Linked DNA regions of Mus musculus: all the other regions are linked to region 3. The links are chromatin contacts, called in public HiChIP or PLAC-seq maps. All regions are on one chromosome and are shown on one strand. Each heading gives the region's core, a stretch centred on a gene start, on an enhancer-like site or on the middle of the called end of the contact. The rest is flanking DNA. Distances are from core to core; before and after follow the strand shown.

The links. HiChIP or PLAC-seq counts read pairs in DNA pulled down with a chosen protein or histone mark.
Region 1: an H3K4me3 HiChIP or PLAC-seq map of forebrain shows a contact between it and region 3, with 3 times the contacts expected there. The contact joins two enhancer-like sites. A contact is called at or near these places in 9 of 39 promoter capture datasets (the C10 cell line, cranial neural crest, embryonic stem cells and 5 more), 11 of 115 datasets of contacts at active chromatin or transcription factors (craniofacial prominence, effector CD8 T cells, embryonic basal ganglia and 8 more) and 3 of 9 other capture datasets (adipose tissue, liver and macrophages).
Region 2: an H3K4me3 HiChIP or PLAC-seq map of forebrain shows a contact between it and region 3, with 5 times the contacts expected there. The contact joins two enhancer-like sites. A contact is called at or near these places in 8 of 39 promoter capture datasets (the C10 cell line, the HPC-7 cell line, cranial neural crest and 5 more), 3 of 15 datasets of contacts at CTCF or cohesin (CD8 T cells, large pre-B cells and pro-B cells), 12 of 484 Hi-C or Micro-C datasets (the AML12 cell line, B cells, the G1E-ER4 cell line and 9 more), 12 of 115 datasets of contacts at active chromatin or transcription factors (astrocytes, craniofacial prominence, embryonic basal ganglia and 9 more) and 4 of 9 other capture datasets (adipose tissue, embryonic stem cells, liver and 1 more).

Annotation. Positions count from the first base shown.
Region 1 is chr14:122,901,712-122,904,476 of GRCm38.p6, forward strand. The region is part of intron 1 of Ggact (gamma-glutamylamine cyclotransferase); the gene reads right to left. Among named protein-coding and RNA genes, the nearest start is that of Gm46488, 7.8 kb to the right of the region's middle. Within about 2 kb of position 1,335, at least 114 of the 459 cell types and tissues checked have an H3K27ac peak or open chromatin away from gene starts, as enhancers often do. A contact at or near this core is called in forebrain, where this site is marked.
Region 2 is chr14:122,871,083-122,873,782 of GRCm38.p6, forward strand. The region is part of intron 21 of Pcca (propionyl-Coenzyme A carboxylase, alpha polypeptide); the gene reads left to right. Among named protein-coding and RNA genes, the nearest start is that of Gm46488, 38 kb to the right of the region's middle. Within about 2 kb of position 1,384, at least 11 of the 459 cell types and tissues checked have an H3K27ac peak or open chromatin away from gene starts, as enhancers often do. A contact at or near this core is called in forebrain, where this site is marked.
Region 3 is chr14:122,453,105-122,455,804 of GRCm38.p6, forward strand. No RefSeq gene overlaps it. Among named protein-coding and RNA genes, the nearest start is that of Gm5089, 3.3 kb to the left of the region's middle. Within about 2 kb of position 1,352, at least 13 of the 459 cell types and tissues checked have an H3K27ac peak or open chromatin away from gene starts, as enhancers often do. A contact at or near this core is called in forebrain, where this site is marked.

The DNA.
Region 1 (2,765 bases), core at 85-2,584, 450 kb after region 3:
TAGCAATCTCCCAGTTGTCAAGACTGTGGTGGAAACGAGTGACCATATACTGGGGGCACAGAGCTCTGCCTCTGGCCAAATGTGTCTACCACTTTCCACTGACTGCAGAGGACTCATGCAGAAGCAGGAACTCCTGTGCAGCACACCCACAGTACAGCACTTACAAATGGCGTCTTTACTCCTTTCATCATCCACCAGCTGTGTCAAAGCTGGCTACACAAGGCCAACCAATACCCTTGGCTTTACCAATATTGCCAAATACCCACTCATAGGGCATCTGCTTGGGGAACAAACATACACAACTGTGGGGAAACTGAATAAGGATCTTTTAGGTATGGAGGATGGGGTGTGGGCCATGTTTAATGGGAAATTTCTTATTTTCTAGAAGCCTCCTTGCATCTGAACAAGGAGTTACTTCTCCCCTCCCCTACAGTAACCCTATTTTCCTTGGAGCAAAGGCTGAGTATCTGATGTAGTTACTGATTAATTCTTCAGAAGTTTCTTAGAACTGTAGGAAACAGGTGAAAAAACAAGATGCTGTGAACTTTAAACCTGGCCCTGGCCTGTGAGCAGGGGCAGGAGCTGAGGTCCTGGGCATCTTGCCAGGGAGGGCTGGTTACATCCTGCAGACGCTTTGATGCTCTCATTTGGTTGCCTGCTTGGCTCTTTATAGTAAAGACAAGACCTTCCTGCTGAAGCCAGCCTCACCAACTCCACCAATACCCCAGAAAGCAGACAGCCAAACACTGTACTCAAATTTGCAGCACTAGCTGCCTTTGAAATCAGGTACAACCTGCTCGTGTGTTCAAAGCTCCAGATTCTCAAGGGTCTTAGAAAACAAACCTTCATGGTCCCGATACCTCAATGGGCTGCACAAATCTGGCCTTGGCAACCATTCTGTGAGTTCTTAATGTTTCTGTCATGCTGGAAGTGTTTTTCATGCTTTGTCAAAGATCCAGCAAGTAAAAGGTAAAGAACGTTCCTGAGTTTGATGCCTGGGAACCATGTGGTAGAAGGAGAGAACCAAATTCTGGCCTCCACATGCATGCTGTGGCACACATGCCCCCTCCAAGTAGATACACATCAGTGTAATTTTAAAAACTTAAGGCAGTTACATTCCTATCTTCAAAATACAGTGACTAACAGTGCAGACACAGCCTTCTCTTCACTTCTGCTCATTCTGAGTATGAAAGTGCCTGGAAAATTCCCACTGGCCTGGAAGGAGCCTTGGAAACACAGGCCAGGTACATTGGGACGGAGACATGTTGGCTCCTGCTGTTACAGGTGGCTGAGCAGCCAGACACCTGTCAACAGGCTGGGCAGGCAGTGACAGGCCTCAAAAGGTGCCAATAACCCACTGGTGCCACCTGCAGCTCAAGCTGAATCCAACAGGGTGGCCGCTGCCAGACTGCTGGTCTTGGCCAGCGTCCAGGCATAAATGCTTCAGTTGTACTCTCAAGTTCACGATCCAGCTCTAAGGGCCCAGTTTGCAACACAGTCTGGGTGCAGACCTACAGGCAGCTCACTCAGTGCTAGTCTCTGCCATCATTGCTGGTCAGCATCCCATGAGAGCCAAGCAAAAGAAAGTCAGGTACTCCAAATCATGGGAGGTGACTCAGGTGGGAGCCAGTGATCCAGGGAGGCACTACAGACAGCTGGAGGCCTGACATAGGATCTAGAGTTTGCAAGCTCCATCTCGGCAAGGTGGGAAGGGGCCCAGTGGGACGATGCCACTCTCTGGAGGAGGCACAGTGACACTCTCCAAGGTGATCCAGGTGGTTCTACAGTGGTAGCCATTTGTAAAAAACAAAAACAAAAACAAAAACAAACAAAAAAAAAACCAAAAAAACAAAACAAAAAGACATTTTGTGTGCAAATAAAGAGTTGATATAGAAAATACTAGTGAGTCAGTCATAGTGATACATACCTATAATTCTAGCATTCTGAATCATAAAGAAAGATGACAAATTCGAGGCCATCATGAACTACAACAACCCTGTTTCAAAAATAAAAACTAATGAGCACAAAAGAGAGAGCCAGTCTACAGGCCACTGAGCCTCCTGTCCTTGCCAGTTTATTAGAATTAGAATTATTAGAATTCAACATGCCTTCTAATCCCTAATCAGAAACCTTCACCTTCAGGGTTTCCACAAGCAGTGAAGTTTCTGTAGTCTTTCTGAAATGGACTTATGCTGCCCTGTTAAACTCAATCATGTCTGGACCCTGACTCACAATGAAACAGAGTAAGACGCATTCCTCTGCAGTTAAAGGTTCAAGGAAAGGAAGCTGAGTGTGGTCAGTAGGTGCAGAAAGAAGAATGTGGGGAATGGAGTGTATCCCATGCCCAGACGTTAGGACATATAGCCAGAGGGTTTTTGTTTTGTTTTGTTTTGTTTTACCTACTCAGGGCCCCATCTACATTAACTGTTAACTAAGCAGTGACTGTCAAAACTTGGTTAAGAAACATAGCAAATGATCTGGCTTTTGGAATATTTCCAGGCTCCTGGAGGGTAGCCTGCTTTTAACTCATATTAGGCAACTTCTCAGAATGTGTTTACTATTCCTGGAGCAAGTACTCTCTGGTCAAGGAGGAAAGAGCTAACAATCCAGGTCTTGTTCTAACTCACCCTCTGTTAGTGGGAGATACAGGGAAATGGGGCATCTGGGTCTGGCTGAAGGTAATTTCTAGTCTGCCTTGTGCCCCAAAGGCTTCACTGTTTTACTCTAAGACAACTTGGGCAGAAAACCAACCCTTGCCTGAAGAT
Region 2 (2,700 bases), core at 134-2,633, 420 kb after region 3:
ATGACCAGATTTTAGGGTTCTGTGGCTCTAGTTACTGTATCAGTGGCTAGTTACTGTTTCAGTGGCTCTAGTTACTGTTTCAGTGGCTAGTTACTGTTTCAGTGGCTCTAGTTACTGTATCAGTGGCTCTAGTTACTGTTTCAGTGGCTCTAGTTACTGTATCAGTGGCTCTAGTTACTGTATCAGTGGCTAGTTACTCTATTAGTGGCTCTAGTTACTCTATCAGTGGCTCTAGTTACTCTATCAGTGGCTAGTTACTGTTTCAGTGGCTCTAGTTACTGTATCAGTGGCTAGTTACTGTATCAGTGGTTCTAGTTATTGTATCAGTGGCAGATGATCATGTTCTGTTTGATTCATTCTCTCTGTGTAATTAGCCTGACAGATCTAAACCAGTCTAGTTTTTTTTTTTTTTTCCTCCTAATATGGAGAAGAATTTCAGGCCCTCAGAAAACTTGAGTTTTGCCTTGTGGGTGGGTCAGAAGCACATGCATCAAGTAACTCAGAAGGGACTCTCCTTAACCATGAGTTATAGTCCAGATGTCCTGGCTGGCCCACACATTCTGGGATTTATAAATGCATTTTCAGATTCATTCAACATACTCGATATTTGACAGGCAGAACTTTTAAAAGAAAATTGTGTTTGTAAGAAGTAAAGTTATTTTTTTTTTCTTGTCTATTGCTGTACTTGAAGGATTCCTGTTCATAGGCAGAAAACAGAGGTTTCAAAGGAACCTTGTCTCCATATGGTTTTCCTCGATAATCCCTTATCCTCCATCTTCAGCTCTCATTCCTTTGCTTTCTTGCCTGTGGCTACATTTCTATCTCTGCATCAATTAGCACAGTGATTTATACAACAAGCAAGCAGTTTAGAGGTAATGGTACACAATTAACATCTCATTCCACCATAAAGGGTATGCTAAACACCCCAGTCATTGCTTTCTCTGCCTGGAATTGAAATAAGTGTTTGTCCTAATTCATAAGCTATCTGATGTGAAGTGGGTCCGCTTTGTACTGCACTACACCATTAATCTAATTATAGATAGCTGCAAATGAAGTGCTGTCGGGGCTGGGAGATTGAAGAAAATAGCCTTTTGTCATTTAGCATGACTCTGTGAAGCAGGATCACACTTTATAGGGTAATGCTGCAAAATGGAAATCTCAGGAATATTGCTGCCTGTTGCATCTTCTCTAATTACTGCAGCATTGTAAACACAACTGGGCGCTGATATAAATAGAGCTGTAGCTATGCTGTCATGTGGGTTGGAGGAGAAAGTCCTTCGAGTGCTGTTGGATTAAATGATGCATCCTGATTGACAGCTACCTTGAGACTGCACTGATGGAGTTGTCACAGAACTATGCTAACAGGCTGAGCCACCACTGCAGCTGCAGGAAGCCTGGGCTGAGACTGGGCTGGCTGGGTATTGGCCTGTTGCTTTAGCTGCAGCCTCCTCCTTCCACCTTGGTTGCTGACTGAACCTTGATGAAGAAGCTACCAGCTCCTGGTCTGTGTGTTTTCAGTATGTTTTCTGGAGATTTCTCTTTCAAAAGATTAGCTAATAGGCTCTGGGTTCAAGGAGAGAAACAGGTGCAGTCCGTGGCTCAGACTGTTGTTTTCCCTCGTGTAAACATGTGCTTTTTCTACAAAGAACTGGGACAAGGAACACACTGATGGCTTCCAAGTCCATGGTGTGGCTTACGTTATAGCTTATAGTTCTCCTGCCTTTCTGCTGAGCTGGCATTTTGAAGACACGCCTCATTTTTATCATTTCCAAAACCTTCGTGCTGATTTTCCCCTGACTGACTTAGGGCTTTAGGGGATCTCACGTCAGGTGAATGAAGATGAGGCTTACAAGTAGAGACTGAAGGGGTGAGGGTGAGTGAGGTGGGAGGAGGTGAGGAACTTTGAATAGGAAGACAGCCTTTGAAAAATGTATCTGCCAGTACATTTGGGAATAGGAAGGGGGTGGATATAGTTTTTGGCCAATGCTTGATAACTTTGAGTTTTCCAGATAACTCAGAGAAAAGCTGGATTGTTGACCTATGACTCTAATGTTGACTAATGTTGCTCTAATGGGCAACAGCTGACATAAAAAAATCAAATCAATTATGGAGCTCATAATTGGACCTGGACGAATGAGTTAGAAGGGAAATTGGAGCTCAGCCCTTCTCCAAGAGAAATCTCACAGGCTCTGAAACTGCAGCTGAAGGCTGTGTAAAGCAGACTGGACTTCATATTCAAAGGCCACACCCTTGAATCATGGAAACTCTGTGTATATGGCTTGAAAAATCACCTGTATATGTAGAGGCTTTGGAAAGGCATTCACAGACTTCAATCTCCATCAGGGGGCCTGCCTCGAGTACTAGACAAATAACAGAGCCCATCAGGTTGGAGCTGATCATACATGGATGGAGTGCTTCTCTGTCCAAAGCTGCTGACTGAGAATCGTGCATATAATCAATAGATTGAGGCATGTTCTCCCACAGGTGGGCAGCCCGCTTGCAGGATGTAGCAGTCAGCAGAGCATATCACTCTGGAAACCTCTCCTGTTCTACCCTGCACTCTCTCCCAAAGCCACAGTGGGTCCTATGCTGGTCCCACGGCCCTCCTCCTAACTGCCCGCTGTGTGCAGTGTTCTCATTGTATCTCCCATGTTTGCTGTTGATTCTTCTTTCTTTTCTTTAAATGTTTGGATGACATTT
Region 3 (2,700 bases), core at 102-2,601:
AAAATCAAAATGTTTGTTGTTTTGGATGACTCATAACTCTTGTTTAACACAAGCACTTTCAGGCAAGTATAACAGGCGAAGCCTCCAAAGCAAACAACACAATCCTCGTGACAGAGCCGAACACAAAAAGCACATTGTCTTGAGGAGTACCCCTTTCTCTGGTGCTAGATGGGGGCCTGTCTCCCAGTGAACACCACGACGCCATTTCACTTTTGAACTATTGTTTTTGAGTTATGCCATGTGGTCAAAAGGAGGGAGACGGGGGTTGTTTCCAGGCTCCTGAGACAAACGAGTTGCCTTTTCAATGAAATCCCCCCGCGATCCTTGAAAACGGAGTTTAAATGTCACCTCCGCCTTTCTAATGGGCACAGGGCTGGAGGCGACCCTTCAAAGCGCCTGAGTGATAAACGACCCTTATTAAATATGGCCTGGACTGCTGGGAAAGTATGGCTCTGGGCCTGCGCGCCAAAGAGCGCCCCTCACTGGAGGGCCCGGGAGCCGCAGGAGTCTGGATCATCTAGGGATAGAGGCCCTAGGACCTGCTCTGGGGTGAGAGCTAGAGTGGGGAGCTCGGGTGTAATGCAACTTATCTACCGCCCCAACACGCCGTGAGCCCCATCCCCAGAGCCTCCGCCTGGAGGATTGGTGCGTTTCCCCCCTGACTTCTTTTTGTCGGTGACCCAGTGGCGTCTGCAAGTCTGAGCTGCAAAGTTACTGATTTGCAGGCCGCATGTTAAGGCAGCCCATGTAAGTAATTTCTCCGGGCACCCCAGCAAAGGAGAACAAATCGCTGACAAAGGCGAGCGCTTTCGATTCAGCGGCGTCGTTAAGGCAACCCTGAAGTATCCCTCTTATAATAAGTTCCACTTCAAAGCGTTTCTCATTGAGCGGTGACTGCTTCGCACTTTTATTAAGTCCGGGCTTTTTCACTCCGAGGAATCATCTGTTTGGTTATTTTTCATCGTGTTTATTTTTCACTATTCACACAGTACTTGTATTAAATAAACAAAGAACAATCGCTCTACAAATAAAAGTGCTTAGGTGGGGAGAGAAGGAAGAGGTACTGGGGACCAGGCTCCCCTGCCTCTCTCCCTACCCTCTGACATCACTACCCCCACCCCCACTGGGCTTTCTCTCCTCTCTTCATTCTTTCTTCTTCCTTTCAAGCCAGGAGGTTCTATAGGGGAATCATCACCAACAACAGAAAGCTAATATATATGATATGCACATATATATCATACATTTCTAATCTTTGCCTATGTGTTTCTGATGAGGTGAGAATTGGCTGAATTAACTGGCCTTGAAAGTAAGGGTCACTGCAACTGTATCTTAATAGACTGTCTCAAATCGCTGTGGACGGCCTGCCAGCGACTCTCCTGGCCCTGCCTATTGCCATAGCAATTCTGACCTCTGTGTGGATGTACCATAAAAACAGTAGTTTGAATTTCAAAAACATGCCTTTGAACTTCTCCCTGCCTGATTAGGCAGTTTCGGGATGTGTGAATATGTGCTCTGGGATGTCCCTTCGTGGGGTCTCTGAGAGTTTTTTTTCACGGGGAGGGAAAGTGTGCTGACCACCCCAGGGTGCTTTCTCTGTGATTCTGTTGTCTTTCCAGATCTAGAATGTTCCCGAGGTTTCGGGTGGTGTTTGGGTAAGGCACTGGCAGATGGCAGGGAGGTGGTATCCCTGTAACTAGATGGATAGATTCTTAAGTCTGTGGATTGTTTTGTTTGCCTTGTGATAACATTCCCTGGTTTTTTTTTTTTTTTTTTTTTTTGGTTTTTTTGTTTTGTTTTGTTTTTTGTTTTTTGTTTTTTTTTTTTTTGGTTTAAGGTGACCACTTGAGAAATGCAGTTGTCTCTCCTGCTCCGTTCTCCCTGGTTGTATTTCCTAACCACACTGGGACAGAGTGGAGGCCAACAACGCTCCTCTCCAGTGACACAGCACTTGAGAGGCGGGTAGACAGTTGGGCCCAGTTTCCAAGGCCTTCAGGCCCCAGGATCAGGACACTTGTGTGGCCACCTCCAACTCAAGAGGACATACTTCCCACCAAGTAGATCTTGCTAAGGCTTTCTTAACATTCATTTACCAAAGAATATTTGAATAGGAGAGATATATAAACAAGGAAAAACCGTGTGTTTGCAGAGCCTCCTGGCCTGAAAAACAAAGATAGCCGATTCAGTGGTTGCAAGGCCACGTTTTTTGTTTTTTGTTTTTTTTGTTTTTTTTGCAGAGGGAAGATGAAGTCTTTGATGATAGCCAACTTAGTGTCAATAAGTGGCTTTCTTTGAGACATATTCAGATGGGAACGTCTTGCTTGCCAATTGCCATAGAAATCTTAACACACCATGAAGATTGTCCAAGCGCCAAGCCTTCCGTTCTGGACTAAATTACTTTGAAGTGGCTCAGGACGAGCAGTGGTCAATTTTAACTCTATAGACTGGACAGAAGAGGCTGGGAGTGGGAGATTGTGCGTTTTAAAGCAGAAAATAAGAAGGGGAAACTTGTTTTATACACTCTATACAAGCTTCTGCTCATTGTCAGATATCTTTTATCTTTTATATTTCCCATGAATGATTCATGTCTTGGTGGCTTTGTATCACCCTTCCTTTCACAAGAAACTTCATTAGAGCTGTAAGTTTTCCCATTGATCGAAGCCCTCATTTACGAGTGTTTTTCTCCCTCGTGTGCTGGTTATT